Linked DNA regions of Zea mays: region 2 is linked to region 1. The links are chromatin contacts, called in public Hi-C maps. All regions are on one chromosome and are shown on one strand. The core of a region is the stretch at or near the end of the contact, and the rest is flanking DNA. Distances in the headings are between cores, read along the strand shown.

Region 1 (7,452 bases), core at 2,127-4,626:
GCGCGGTCGAGCTCCAAACACCGACATTTACCCCCTTGTGAATGTCACCAAGTATGGAGTTGACGGGGTGATCTCTTTGAATTGCTTGGTGGACTCTTGGGTGTGGTGGTCTTTGATCCTGAATCTCTTGTTCATTCTCCTTTTCTTGATCCACCTCATCTCCCCCTTAATCAATGTCTTTTTCTTGAGGTGGCTCATTATCTTCATCTTGGTCCTCTTCTTCTTCAGCCAGTTTGTCACACCCAGGTTTTAGGGGTCCAAAACTCGGACGCGAAATAATCACCAAGTGTGCTGGGACCAAGTCTCACACATATGATGAATCATGGTACAGAAACGAATGTCACATCTTTACTATATAATAGGAGTTCTGTACAAAATAAATAAATAATTACATCGAAAGGAGACAACGATCCAGCAACACCATAGTTGACTTGGGGGGGACGACGGCCTAGACCTCTCACGAACTCGTCACAGCATCCTCCATGCGCCTCATCCGGCAGTACCTATTCTGGACCTATGAGGGGATGTGAGACAGCAAGAGTGAGCTCACATACGTTCATCGCTCAACAAGTTGTGGGGAATAATGTGCATGAACTCGCCAAAGGTGGGAGCTCACGTGAAGTGTAAGGCTTACCAAAGAGGATGGTTGAAGCTGAGCATTGCTTTTAAAGTTGGTCAAAAATTTATTAGCAATTACTAAGTATAAGTAGATACCAACCCAATTAAGTAGTAGAATAAAAGTGATAACAACACCCGCAATGCAATGCATATGACAAATTGAATTTAGTTCCATAAATTAATCATATGAGGGTACGAGCTGCTCATGACCGTGAGCATGGCTGATATACTAGTTTTACACTCTGTAGAGGTTGCACATCTTTACCCACAAGTCGTGTTACCCATTTGCCACGAGGTTGATCGGACCCCATACACCTCTACCAAGGAAGTGAGGCAGGGTACCACTATAAGGCCTTTACAAAGTTCCACTAGCTTCGGAAAACCCGCCATCGCAGCAAAATCAACCCAAGGACCTCTCAACACTGACCACTCCCCTACTGCCCTTGCCCCTTTCGGGTAAGGTAGTCCTCCACTAGCTTTCCTAATTAGTCAGCCAAGGGCATCCCATACCACCCATGTGGTAGCACTATTTTCCCGGGTTGTTGCTCCATGTTCCAATTAACATAATGATCTTAACATGACAGTAAAATAACAATTGATAATAAAAGTATAATCATGAATAATGTGTATCTATATACCCAAAACCACATATAGCAATAACAGGTACTACCTAAGAATCCAGTGGTAAACAAGGTATAAAGATAGTCAAACTAGGGTAACCTATTGGGTCCCATCAAAATTAACATGTGCAGATCATTATGATTAATAAGAACATGATTGGGTAAAAAGAAGTGATCAAGGGCACAACTTGCCTAGGACTTGATATTCCAGGTACCAACTTGCTCTTCACATGACACGTGTCCTCACTACTAAACGTAACAATACAGACAAACATGGTATAGGCAAAATTAACATCACATCAAACATAAGAATAAACTGCGTAATAATAATCTACGCAATGTTACGAGACCGTGGGTTCGCGAACCACTAAAATCAGAGTTACGGTTAAAGAATTGGAATTTATGGAAGATCTACATGATTTAAATATTAAACTATATTATAAATTCATTAGGGTACACCATATGAGAGAATATTCTATAAATATATAACTCAACTTTAATTATACTTAACTAGAGATCATGTTTTAACCAAATTATAATTATGGTCAGGTTGGTTTTGATTTAGAAGAGCTAATCTAGTAGACATAAGATAAATAAATATCTGACTAAAAAATATGCGACATGATATAATTTATGCTGTTACTGCGTAGGGAATATTTTTATGAAGCTAACGCGACTGGAACAGGTCTAATCGGAGCTAAGACGGACAACTTATGATTTATCTAAGCTATTGGAATTATTTCTATAGTAAAATCAACTTTCAGAATGACTTTATAAAGGCCAGGGGTTGTTTTGCAAATTATGGGGACCTAGGTGTAAGAGTTCCTTTCAGCCGAGGGACGGTGGGTATGTTTACCCAAAAACTTAGGGGTTCTTTTACAAACATTACACGGTGAAGGGGTATCTTCTATTTTCGACCGCCTGATCACAATCCGGTGGACACCATTAGATCAAATCACTTAATGAACCGGTACGACCTTAAGATTGTTGATTTCGGGACGAAAGTCGTCCACCTATGATCCAAATGGAGCCGCACGATCCAGATTCAGTGACTACGATTTTATTAACCTGGATCTAATCCTACCCATCAACCCCCGATCTAACGGATTTTGCTCCAAAAGAAACGGTACAGGATCAGATCTCGCCCGTTAATCCCCACATCAACGATCACACTTCTTCCACCTCACAGCCTCCCTCCTACCGACGTACACGAGGCGGCGCTAGTCTTCTTCGCGGCGGAGCGCCGTCGGCAAGGCGTCACAACGGCCCCCAGAGCATCGAATCAAGCGCTATCAGGTGCGAAAGGGGTGGGGAACTTCGTTAAGCCTAATAGGGTGATTCTTTCCGAGATCTCGCCCGTTAATCCCCACATCAACGATCACACTTCTTCCACCTCACAGCCTCCCTCCTACCGACGTACACGAGGCGGCGCTAGTCTTCTTCGCGGCGGAGCGCCGTCGGCAAGGCGTCACAACGGCCCCCAGAGCATCGAATCAAGCGCTATCAGGTGCGAAAGGGGTGGGGAACTTCGTTAAGCCTAATAGGGTGATTCTTTCCGAGGTTCATGCAATAGGCAACCCGGCCCGCTGTGTGCGGTGGCGCCATTGAAGTCCGGCGAGCAATTTCTCCATCACCAATCAATCCCCGCACCCAGCTGCCACATTCATGTGCTCAATGTGCTCGGGCGAACATCCGGGCCTACTTCACACCGACGAACGGGCGGTGATGTGCCCCGCCCACGTCACGGCGCGGCTTCACGAAGGATTCCAACCATGGATTGCCACCCAAGCAAGCTCACCCATGATCCTGACTCCATGGGTAAGAGTACCGGGGGGCGAACGTCCTTCATCGCCCGCCCGAAGCCCAACGGCTGGGTGCGTAGGCTTGTAATGCCTACGGCGGCGTCGGCGGACCCCCGACGCATGTTTGATTTCTATCTCCCTCCTATGGCGCGGCGGTCAACGAGGACAGGTTGGAAGGAGAGGTACCGGCGACTTGGTTTTATAGGCCCCCCAGCGAAGCCTGGCTTCAGGTTGTTGCAACGATATTCCGGATTCCGCGGAGGTCTTTGGCGGCCGCGAATGGAGGAGAGGGATGACGAGCTGGGCCCATATGTCAAAGGAACGCGCGAGGCCGAGCGGCTGGGGCACGGGTCCCGCACGTCAGGGACAGACACGTACGTAGGGCACAGTCGCTGCAGACTGCGTTGGGCTGCCAGCGCATTTGGCCCAATACGGGGAGGGGGTTTCTTTTCTTTCTTTTTTTATTTATTTCTTTTCCTATTTTCTTTTGCATTTACAAACTCAAATTCAAGTCCAAGTTCAAATTTTAAAATTAAATGCAGAGGGGAAAATTCCAGCATGAGATGCATCAACATTTTATTCATCTATTTATTTATCTATTAATCCTATTAAGAAATGCTTTCACATAACCCATTCATGCACACACAATAGTGGTTTAAGAAAATGTCTTCTAGGGTCTAGCATTTTTTAAGAGACGTTTTAACCTAAATATATATAATCCAACAAATACTTGAATAGAAATCATTCAATCGATGTTTATTCCAGGAAATGTAGCTTTCACAAAAGAAAACCTTGTTAGAAGGTATTCCAAATTCAAACTCTTTGAAGAATTTTTTTACGAATGCCACCAACACAATTTTGAGGTGTTACAAATCCTACCCCCTTAAAAATAATCTCATCCTCGAGATTAGTTAGAAAAGGGATATAGAGAGATTGGTATGTAAATTAGCTTTTAGTTTCCCATATGGTTTAGGAACCAAAAGTTGTTTTTGCTCCAAGCTTTTAAATACTAGTTAGAAGATGATTAGGAAAATATGGGTATAGTATGTCTAGCCATCTTATTAGGTCAGATGAGGTACAACTTTGGTAAGTATAGGTTGTGGCAGGAAAGAGTATAATAAGAAAAAGACTTCATCCTGAACTGTGGATCGTGATTCCTCTTGAGGTTGGATTTGACTCATCTCCTTCCTTGTCGAGGTTGATCTTTTCTTCTCCGGTCTTGGTCTCATTGATTTGAGGTTAGTGTATATCATCGGGGTTGAGGAATATGGTTAATATAGATATGGATGAGATAGACTACATGATGTAGGTCAAAAGTTTGTTTGATGTTAGGTGGGGATAGACAGATTATGCAATCCATCATGACTCTATTGGTTGGGTAAGTTATATAACTTGTTATATAGGCCAAGTTGATATAACTCACCAATTTAGGCTTAAGTAAATTAGGAGTATGGCCTTATCTTTTGTACCATCATTAAGTAATTCACTCTAGATTGAATCATAATAGATTGGATAGAATCTAGATTAGGTTGGTATGGCTAGATTAAACTAGTTAAGATCTAATTAATTTATTTAGGGACAAGTAGGTAGATGAGGGCAGGATAAATTATGATAGTTGAAAATCTTGGGTGCTTAAAATTTTATGTCGGTCTATACAGATTTTGCATCCCAACGCATAAGTCAAGTACTTGTATATGGCTGAGCTGGTATATGGAATCGGTTTAGGTTAGATAGATCTACCAGGGTAGAATAAATATTATTGGGGTATGTTATAATCTTTTGAGATAGGATGGATTATATGGTATAGGTAGGTTAGAATCTCTATTAGGTTAAAACAGAGGGGTTAGGCAACCATCAAATGGTTAAGGTAGTTGCATATGGTCAAGTTAGTATAGAGCACCAATTTAGGTTAACACCTATTTATAGGAGTAGAGTCTCATTTATTTCATTAGTATTATCCTTCTTGTTAAACAACTTACATTAAATTAGCTCACTTTATCCTTCGTTAGGTTAGATTAATCTATAACATTAGACTAGATCTAAGTTATATTTGTGTGACTAGATTAGACTGGATAAGATCTCATAATTTTGGATTAGATCCTGGTTGTTAATTTAGAATGAGATAAGTAAAGTGGTTCGGATAAGATGATTCCTTCAAGATAAGATGAATTCATTAAGATAAGACAGAGTCTTTCAAGATAAGATGGATTTATTAGGCTAGACATATTTTAATTTGGATAAGTTAGGATCTTTTGAGATGAGATAGATCTATGATTGTAGGATAGAATCATTTAAGATGAGATGGATATGGTTGGGCTAGATACTTTAATGAGGGATAATCTAGTTTGTCTATTTACTTTTGAGATGGATATGGTCCAAAACCCGGGCGCGAAATAATCACCAAGTGTGCTGGGACCAAGTCTCACACATATGATGAATCATGGTACAGAAACAAATGTCACATCTTTACTATATAATAGGAGTTCTGTACAAAATAAATAAATAATTACATCGAAAGGAGACAACGATCCAGCAACACCATAGTTGACTGGGGGACGATGACCTAGACTTCTCACGAACTCGTCACAGCATCCTCCATGCGCCTCATCCTGCGGTACCTATTCTTGACCTGTGGGGGGATGTGAGATAGCAAGAGTGAGCTCACATACGTTCATCGCTCAACAAGTTGTGGGGAATAATGAGCATGAACTTGCCAAAGGTGGGAGCTCATGTGAAGTGTAAGGCTTACCAAAGAGGATGGTTGAAGCTGAGCATTGCTTTTAAAGTTGGTCAAAATTTTATTAGCAATTACTAAGTATAAGTAGATACCAACGCAATTAAGTAGTAGAACAAAAGTGATAACAACAACAGCAATGCAATGCATATGACAAATTGAATTTAGTTTCATAAATTAATCATGTGAGGGTCTGAGCTGCTCATGACCGTGAGCACGACTGATATACCAGTTTTACACACTGTAGAGGTTGCGCATCTTTACCCACAAGTCGTGTTACCCATTTGCCACGGGGTTGATCGGACCCCATACACCTCTACCAAGGAAGCGAGGCAGGGTACCACTACGAGGCCTTTACAAAGTTCCACTAGCTTCAGGAAACCCGCTACAGTTTATAGGAAGCTCCAATGCAGGGATCCTCGCCTGACCGCCATCGTAGCAAAATCAACCCAAGGACCTCCCTACACTGACCACTCCCCTACTGCCCTTGCCCCTTTCGGGTAAGGTAGTCCTCCACTAGCATTCCTAATTTGTCAGCCAAGGGTGTCCCATACCACCCTTGTGGTAGCACTGTTTTCCAGGGTGGTCGCTCCATGTTCCAATTAACATAATGATCTTAACATGAAAAGTAAATAACAACTGATAATAAAAGTATAATCATGAATAATGTGTATCTCTATACCCAAAACTACATATGGCAATAGCAGGTACTAACCAAGAATTCAGTGGTAAACAAGGTATAAAGATAGTCAAACTAGGGTAACCTATTGGGTCCCATCAAAATTAACCTATGCAGATCATTATGATTAATAAGAACATGATTGGGTAAAAAGAAGTGATCAAGGGCACAACTTGCCTGGGACTTGAGATTCCAGGTACCAACTTGCTCTTCAGATGACACGTGTCCTCACTATAAACGTAGCAATACAGACAAACATGGCATAGGCAAAATTAACATCACATCAAACATAAGAATAAACTGCATAATAATAATCTACGCTGTTGGGACATATTCTCAAATGCTATGAGTTAAGAAAAAGGCAACACAAAATGTTAGTGATTAAAGACCTTCGTCCTTCAAAGCATTATCTCCCTTAGGATATAATGATCTCCAGACGAAGGTTATGAAGTACATACCTTCATCATCTCAGTATGTGATAATAAAGGTAGAAGCATATGGAACATGGAAAATGACATAAACAATCATATTGAATCAACAGATTATATATATATTCTTATTATCTTATTACGGACAAACATGAATGACAGTAAATTACATTTGTACCTTCGGCTTGATAGAAGGTATGAGCTCAAGAGTGACGTGTGAGTTAGTACAAGTTAGCGTGAACAGTACAGTGTTACTGTTCATCTATTTATAGGCACAGGACGCAGCCTATGTAAAATTACATCCATGCCCTTGATATTTACTATTGACTTAAGGTCAATCTATCGAGGACTAGATAGCCTTTTCCTCTTTAAGTCGGTTTCATTTTCCACCGCTAAGCCGAAGCTTCTCCACGCGTAGCTTCGGAACTGGTTCATCCTTCTCCCAGACCATGCTTTTCATATCGTGTACAACTTTATTCCGAGGCCGAAGGTCCCTGTGAATGTATTATACTTGGAAAACATGTCAGTTGTGTTTTTGAGGACCTTTGGAAGATGAAGGCCCCCAACAGTA
Region 2 (7,452 bases), core at 1,311-3,810, 170 kb after region 1:
TTAGCCCCTTATGACTAGTTTGGGAGCAAAAAACGGAGAATTGAAGAGGCTAAAATACTCTTATTATTCACTTTTGAATAGAAGAGGATTTTAGCCTCTCCAATCCCTCGGTTTTCTTGCTCCCAAACTAGTTCTTAGGGTCCCCATTCTTCGTGGGGAATTCTTCTATTAGAGGATATGGATGGAAAAGTTTCTTCCCCACGGTGATGTAAACAGGAAAAAAGTCTTTCCCAAATGGGTAAATGCTCCATCCCCGTTGCACAAGGGACCCGTTAAACTTATACATGACAACATTTTCATATAATAATTAATAATAAAAAAACAATTACCTTGCTAAAAGATCACTCATTATATAAATGTGTTTATTTTGATGTTTATATAATGTTTTTTTATATCTGATAATGGATATAAGTAATAATATTTTATATTAATGATATATAAAATACATCATAATTATAATTTAAACAGGGACAGAGATGTATGTTGGATTTATCTCCACAGGGCCACTAGATGAAAAAGAAATGTGAGGAAAAAAATTTCGTCGGGAGCTAAAAACCCTTGCCACATCTCTAGTCCATAGTACGCACTACAGTCTACAGTAGTAGATACAGTAAAAAAGCTGTGCACTACTGACATCAACGGACCACGGGCCACATGGCCCGGCTGTAAAGTTTACGTCCACGCCAAAACATCTCTTCAGGGTGGGGCCAGTGGGCCACTGGCTCGATCATGCCACAGCCACACGCATAGTATAGTATGCAGGCTAGCAGCAGCTTACGTTGCAGTCTTGTCTATAGTTTCATTCACATGTGTAAATCAAGTTCTCCCCGGCTATGGCTATGATATGATGTCCACCATGTGTTTTTTTTCTTTCTTTCTTTCGTTCCAGAGATGTTCCCCGGCCCTCGTTTGCCATGTCTACTAAAGTAATTTCGATGCGGGGTTAGGCTATCCGCACTTATGGAACCCTAAATTTCTACTCTAAAAGGAATATTTTATCCTGGTCAGCAAGATTCTCTACTCTATTCAACAATTCTCCGCGGTCACAATTACTCTATATATCTACTTTATACCAATTACCATATATTATATTATATTTTTCCCACACTATTCACAGCTCCATGCTGCCACTGTGCTCGGCCCACTCCACCCCACAGGACTACGGTGAGGTGCATGGAGTGGACTCCACAAATGAGGTTTATCTCACCTACTCTAACTTTAGCGTATGGCGTGAGGTGCATGGCTGCGGTATTTTTTTACTGCATAACGAACTGCACAACGAACTGGATACTTGTAGCGCACGGTTTGCAGGACATGGCTGCGGACAGCCTTAGAAGCGCGGCCACGCCGTCCCCATCAGCGATCATGTGTGCGTTCGCGTGCCTCACCTGGAACACGGACACGACGCATGCAGGGCAGGGCGGTCCACCGGACGGCACGGACATCCGCCGTCGACGGCTCGTACTCGTAGTCATTGAATTTGGAATACGACCTCGCCGGCGATGCTAGCTGGCCCCGGCGTCCGCTCTCTCTCTCTCTCTCTCTCTCTCGCTGTTGATGAAAGTTGTGTCTCCGTCTCCGTCTGCGATTAACTGCAAGTGCCGTGCTTGGCCGCGTGTGGGGCTGCGATTTACGGCAGCGGGACCGGGGCGAGGACGGCCGGGCAGGTTGCGCCATTGGCCGGCCGGATGCAGTGCAGGCCATCGTGCGGACGTGCGGTACCTACCATTGGCCGGCCGGATGGTCCAGCTGTGCTGGGCTGTTTGGGGGTCACAAGTCCGTAATTTAGCAAAAGGCAGAAGCAGTCACGTCAGAAACGCAAGCTCACACGCGCCAACATGCAGGACGCCAGGACCTCTAGTCCTCTACTCGAGATGTGAATGTGATAGGTGTTGTTGTTGCCCTCTTCTTTTTTTTTGTCGTGAGCCTTGATGGTCCTGTACACTTTATACAATATGAGGAAAGAAATCACGATAAAATATAGAAAATAAAAAACATAAGCTTTATTGAGGCCTTTTTATTATTCCCAGTTTGTGACGCAAACAAGACATCCTCCTTAGGAATTTGCGATGCATCTTGCCTCAGCGGCCAGAGGACTGCCAGTGCCAGCCCAGCCCAGCCCCCGTTCCGTTTGCCATGCCTGTACGGCTGTGCTAGCTGCGGCGGCCTCAGACGCCGGTAGTAGTACAAGGCAGGCAGCTTCCCGTGTCACCTCCACCTCCAGGACATGCGGCAAGAAGCAAGACACCGTAGCAATCCGGAACCACGCGTTTTTTTTTCAACGCCAAGAAAACGCTCAGATCTGCATCTTCTCCCAAGACTTGGGGTCGCCTTCTGGAACAGAGAGAGAACCCAAGTTCCTCTCGTGTTTCTTGGCTCCTCCGTCGCGCGCGCGGGTCGGGCTCCCCACCGAAAGGAACGTCGCTGCTGCCATGCCGTGCACGCCGGCCGGGCGGAAGTTTCGTAGCCGCCGCGGCGGCGCCTGACTACGCCCGCCCACGCGGTGTGGAAGTCCAGCGGGGGGTGACGCCGACACACTTCGCGTGCACGTTTGTTGGGGCCGGGATGCAAATACAAGTCTCGACGAGTCTTCTTCTGCTACAGCCTACATGAGTACTGTAGTAACACATGTACAGACAGACCGGCAGAGAGGGGTTGGGTCCATTGTTTCTGCCTCTCGCAAACCGCCTTGCCGGCCAGACAAGTGGTCGTGCCCAGGCGTTCGAAGCTGAACGCCGGGGACGCAGGACGTCGCTGCCTCATGGCGTCATGGCGATGCATAGAAGGGACGACGCTCCAAAGTCCACGAGAACCTAGGACCTCAAACAAAGAATATTCAACTCTTGCTCAGAAAAAAAATAATAGAGCCTGCCTGGCTGGCCCTCCAGCCTCCACAGCGTCTAGATTCGCTGCGCATTCTTGGAATTGGAACGTCGCGCCACATGCAATGCCCCGAACCAAAAAGGCTGATGATTTCAACTTTATTTATTTCAAGCATGAGTTCAATGCCGTGGTGGTAGCTACGCTACTAGACGTAGAGGAGGCAGTTACGTTAATGAATGGCCGAGCCACATGGGTATGCCCTCGCATATTCGGAGATACCAGCTAGTATAGCACATATACGGACTATTCAGATTAAAGAGAGCTGTTTCAATTGCATAGTCAATTCATAGACATAAAATAGTGTAGAAGACTGTACGGATTAAATCTAAACGAACAAAATTATACATTGTATTATATGTATACCTACACCACCATGTTTTTTGTCTACACCTTTCTCTAATTCAATCTATTCAATTAGAGCCAGAGGAAGAGAGAAAAAAAAAACGACAAAAGACAACATACCGCCCGATGACCTGACACGATAGTAGTGGTGTGACGATGATTCTACCACCCTCTGCTATGCCCTTGATGCTAGATTGGATATTGCATCTTTTTTTAGAAAAAAAAAGGCGCTGCTACTACTTCTAATGGATATTTTATATAATAGTTTCAACAAAAACCAAATTAAAGAAATACGATGTGAAGCTGTTTTTTTGGACGATTGTCTAGTCATTTTCATTTACATGGATATTTTCTTTAGAGTTGACGAAGACGATATAAGCAAGACATTCATGTCCCTTCGAAAGTGTTTTAAAAAACGTTCAGAAAAATAGCATTTTATGTCTCTAATCTATACTAATATATTAGAGTCTAATATGAAAGCATGGTGCTACCAGTTTGCATGGCCAGCGAGCTGTGCTCAACACCTGATCCCGCCTACGCAGCTACTGCAACACAAAAAATAGTGCAAATCGAGTAATCGAACTCACACTCTACTACTCTAAAATTTTGGAGCTAATTAACAAATCACATGTAACTTAGTGTTTAAAAATAAACAATAATTATATTTAAATAAATATCTTAATATCTATTTATATGATATATAATAACCGTAACAAAGCATGGACAACTGGCTAGTATTCTTTTATGGCTGTATGTGAACTATCCATATGACTTTTGAACTATTTATATTGTATTTATTGGCTTGTTTTAACTAAATCCTTGGATTTAGGCTTTATTTTGTTACTTGGTGCATCTGTAGTGAATCATGATGCAAATTCTTCGATTGTTACAGAATTGCTAAAATAAAACTATTGAGGTGAAAATCTTCGACTCTTAAATAAAAATCTAGATCCACACGATAGTAACCACACACTACTCTGCACTCATATGCTCGCTTCGTCTTAAAGTAAGTTTATGTTGCATTTTGTTTTTTTAAGTCTAACTCTATTAAGTTTGTTTATTACACAAAATATAATTTCAATACCCACATTTCCAAATAAATATATTATAAAGTTTGTTTCAATGTTACTCTAATGGTACTTACTCCCTCCGTCTCAAATTAAAATTTGTTTTACATTTTTAATGGATTCATACAATAATTAATGTGTGTTTCATATATATATATATCATCTATTTGAATATAGACATAAAAATCAAGAGTTACAACGACTAATATTATCATCTATTTGAACATAGACAAAAAAAAATCAAGAGCTATAACGACTAATATTTTGGGATGGGGGAGTATTATACATTACAGATATGATTAATTTCTATATACATATGGATGAACTTAAAAATATTTCGTAACTCGAGAAACAAAACTGTTGGCGCCTGTTTGGACCAAACACTAACGATCTCAAGGGGATGATCCCTAGGTTTATCCTACGGACGGTCGAGACCTTGGGAAGCGAGATAGTAAATAAGATGCAAGGCAAATAACACTATCTCGAATGCGGTTTTGAAAGAAAACGTTGGAAAAAGGGGATGATTACTTAAAGTACCTAAGATGGTTATCCTGAAGGTGAGGCACCACCTCTATGATGGTCACCACCTATTTAGAATCAAACAGCAACAAACCCTAGGCCCATCTCGTGATGAGCAATATCTTGGGTTCGGTTCTGCGAGTTGGACGGCGACAGTCCGTGACGGGTCGCCAGGTCGTCTGGCGGTGCTCGTTGCGGCGGTGCAGACTATTTGCGACTCTGGGCTGGACGGTCCGCAACCCTGCTATAGGAGCGGTCTTCTCTGCGCGCTGTCTCGGACGGTCCGCGCTCTGGGCTGGACGGTCTACGATGCCGCAGGATCGTATACCTTCTCCTCGTATGACCTAGATCCCGCTCCCTGTGGGAGAGACCATAGGGTGCTCCGGGTCAGTAGGTCACCCGGGGCATCCCTAGAAGATGTAGAGTCGCATAGGACTTAGGAGATCAAGTCGAGGAAGAGATCTTGAGTGAAGTAGATGAAGTAGACTTGCACCCAGGACGTAGAGTCGAATAGATGGGGAGGTGGATATACGGAAAGCTATGATTAAAGCTACGTTACATCTACTCATAGGGCAGAAAAGGTAAATAAAGTACATATGTTTGATTGGAATGTGTTCGGGGGTTCTCAATCGACCGTATCCTTTATATTTATAGGGGAAGATGTCTGAACCTATTTCTAGGCGATAACCAATAGATTCTATGTGATTAAATGAATAACCACGCATAAAATAATTATAATGGACCGATTTAAACAAAATGTACATTTTATTTTGATGAAGCGAGTACCGAGTGAGGATATTGAAAGTTGAGTGCAATAATTTCGGTCTTCTTCGTAGGAGAGGATATTTGAGCATTTCTAGAACCACAAAAAAATTTAGTCTGTCTGTGAATATTTATGCAGTCTGTCCTCGTCAATAGAATTGATCTAAAATATGTGCGCGAAATAGTACGAAGTTTGAAATATGGACGTTGTCATTTTGTCCTCTGTGCAGGACAGCCTCATAATTTTTGGACGGCTCACGCGTCTGCCACCCGCACCTGTCTTACCATACGGCTTTACCCACTATACATGATGGGATCAGTGTTCCAAATAGCATTCCGATATTCTCAAAGTGTATAATTCCACTTTGGTGTTGGCCACCAGAAATCACGAGATGATCTATAAAAGAATCCACGAGAAGAATCCCCTGGTTTTTTACTTACTATTCAAAATGAATAAGAATTCTTCCCCTCTGTTGACGCCTTTTCGGAGCGCTAAATACTCAAGAAGAACCGGCGGCGGTGCTCTCTGCACAGGGGCGGACGGTCCGCGCGCGGGGCCGGACGGTCCGCGGCCTGGTGCGAGGCGCGGTGGTACTCTCTGCGCAGGGGCGGACTGTCCGCGGCCTGGGGCCGGACGGTCCGCGGCCTGGTGCGCGGCTAGGGCTTCTCTGCCTGACGGCCGGACGGTCCGCGCCCTGGGAGCCGGACGGTCCGCGCGTACGCAGAGGCGGCGGAAGTCGCCGGCGGCGCCTGGATCTCGCTCCCGGGAGGGACCCCGCCGGGGAGGAGAGATCCTAGGTGGTGTCTAGGCTCGGGCCGGCCGACCTAGACTTCTCTAATCGACGTAGAGCCGAAGAGAGACGAAGAATTTGGGGATTGTGAGGCTAAACCTAAACTAGACTAGAACTACTCCTAGGATAAAATGCGAATAAAAGTTGTATTGATTCGATTGTTGATTACAAATCGGCTGTAGACCTCTCTTTTTATAGAGGAGGGGGGCTGGACCCTTTACACGACTGGATTCCGAGCTAATTCCGCAAATCTAGCCAACAAACATAGCACAAAACTCGGAACCCTAAACTGCGCATGCGCGGACCGTCCGGCCCACAGGCGCGGACTGTCCGGACCGCGGACCGTCCGGCCTTAGGGCCGGACCGTCCGCTCGCTCAATTTGGGACTCAACATATGCCCCCCTGCCTTTTGGTGGAGCTGAGCAAACCAAAAGCAACTAACTCGATGCGATTACATCGGTTCTCTTAGGCATCTTGCCACATACTAGGATGGTACTGTTTGAGGAAACGCCCATTCAAAGCCTTAGGCAAGTCCTTGCCTTGTAATGTTTGTAGTAAATAGGCGTTGCCAGACATCACCTGTTTTACTTTATAAGGACCTTCCCAGCTTGGTGACCATTTCCCGAACTTCCGGTCTTTATTCCTTAGAGGCAGAATGGTCTTCCACACTAGGTCCCCTACTTGAAATGATTTTGCCTTGACCTTCTTGTTGTAGGCCCTGGCTACCATGATCTTGTCCTTTTCTATTGCTCCCAAAGCTATCATCCTCTTGTCGGTCACCTCATCAATATTATCAATCATTGAATCATAATAATCAGTAGTAGTTAGATCATTTTGTCTGGCGAACCTGACAGCATTCAAACTTATTTCCACAGGCAACACTGCTTCCTGCCCATAGACAAGCTCAAAAGGAGATACTTTAGTAGCCCTATGTTTAGATATCCTATGAGCCCATAAAGCTTTAGACAAAATCTTATGCCAATGTTTAGGATTATCAGATATTTTCTTTTTTATCAAATTAATCAATGTCCTATTGCTAGACTCGGCCTGACCATTGGCCTGAGCATAATATGGAGATGAATTAAGCA

What was found. A called contact is a pair of places that touch in the nucleus more often than the background predicts.
Region 2: a Hi-C map of ear shows a contact between it and region 1, with 1.5 times the contacts expected there. The contact joins two enhancer-like sites. A contact is called at or near these places in 2 of 25 Hi-C or Micro-C datasets (ear and tassel).

What each region holds. Positions count from the first base shown.
Region 1 is chr4:89,552,750-89,560,201 of Zm-B73-REFERENCE-NAM-5.0, forward strand. No RefSeq gene overlaps it. Among protein-coding and RNA genes, the nearest start is that of LOC100284063, 190 kb to the right of the region's middle. Within about 2 kb of position 3,377, at least 17 of the 20 cell types and tissues checked have an H3K27ac peak or open chromatin away from gene starts, as enhancers often do. A contact at or near this core is called in ear and tassel, where this site is marked.
Region 2 is chr4:89,725,216-89,732,667 of Zm-B73-REFERENCE-NAM-5.0, forward strand. No RefSeq gene overlaps it. Among protein-coding and RNA genes, the nearest start is that of LOC100284063, 14 kb to the right of the region's middle. Within about 2 kb of position 2,561, at least 20 of the 20 cell types and tissues checked have an H3K27ac peak or open chromatin away from gene starts, as enhancers often do. A contact at or near this core is called in ear and tassel, where this site is marked.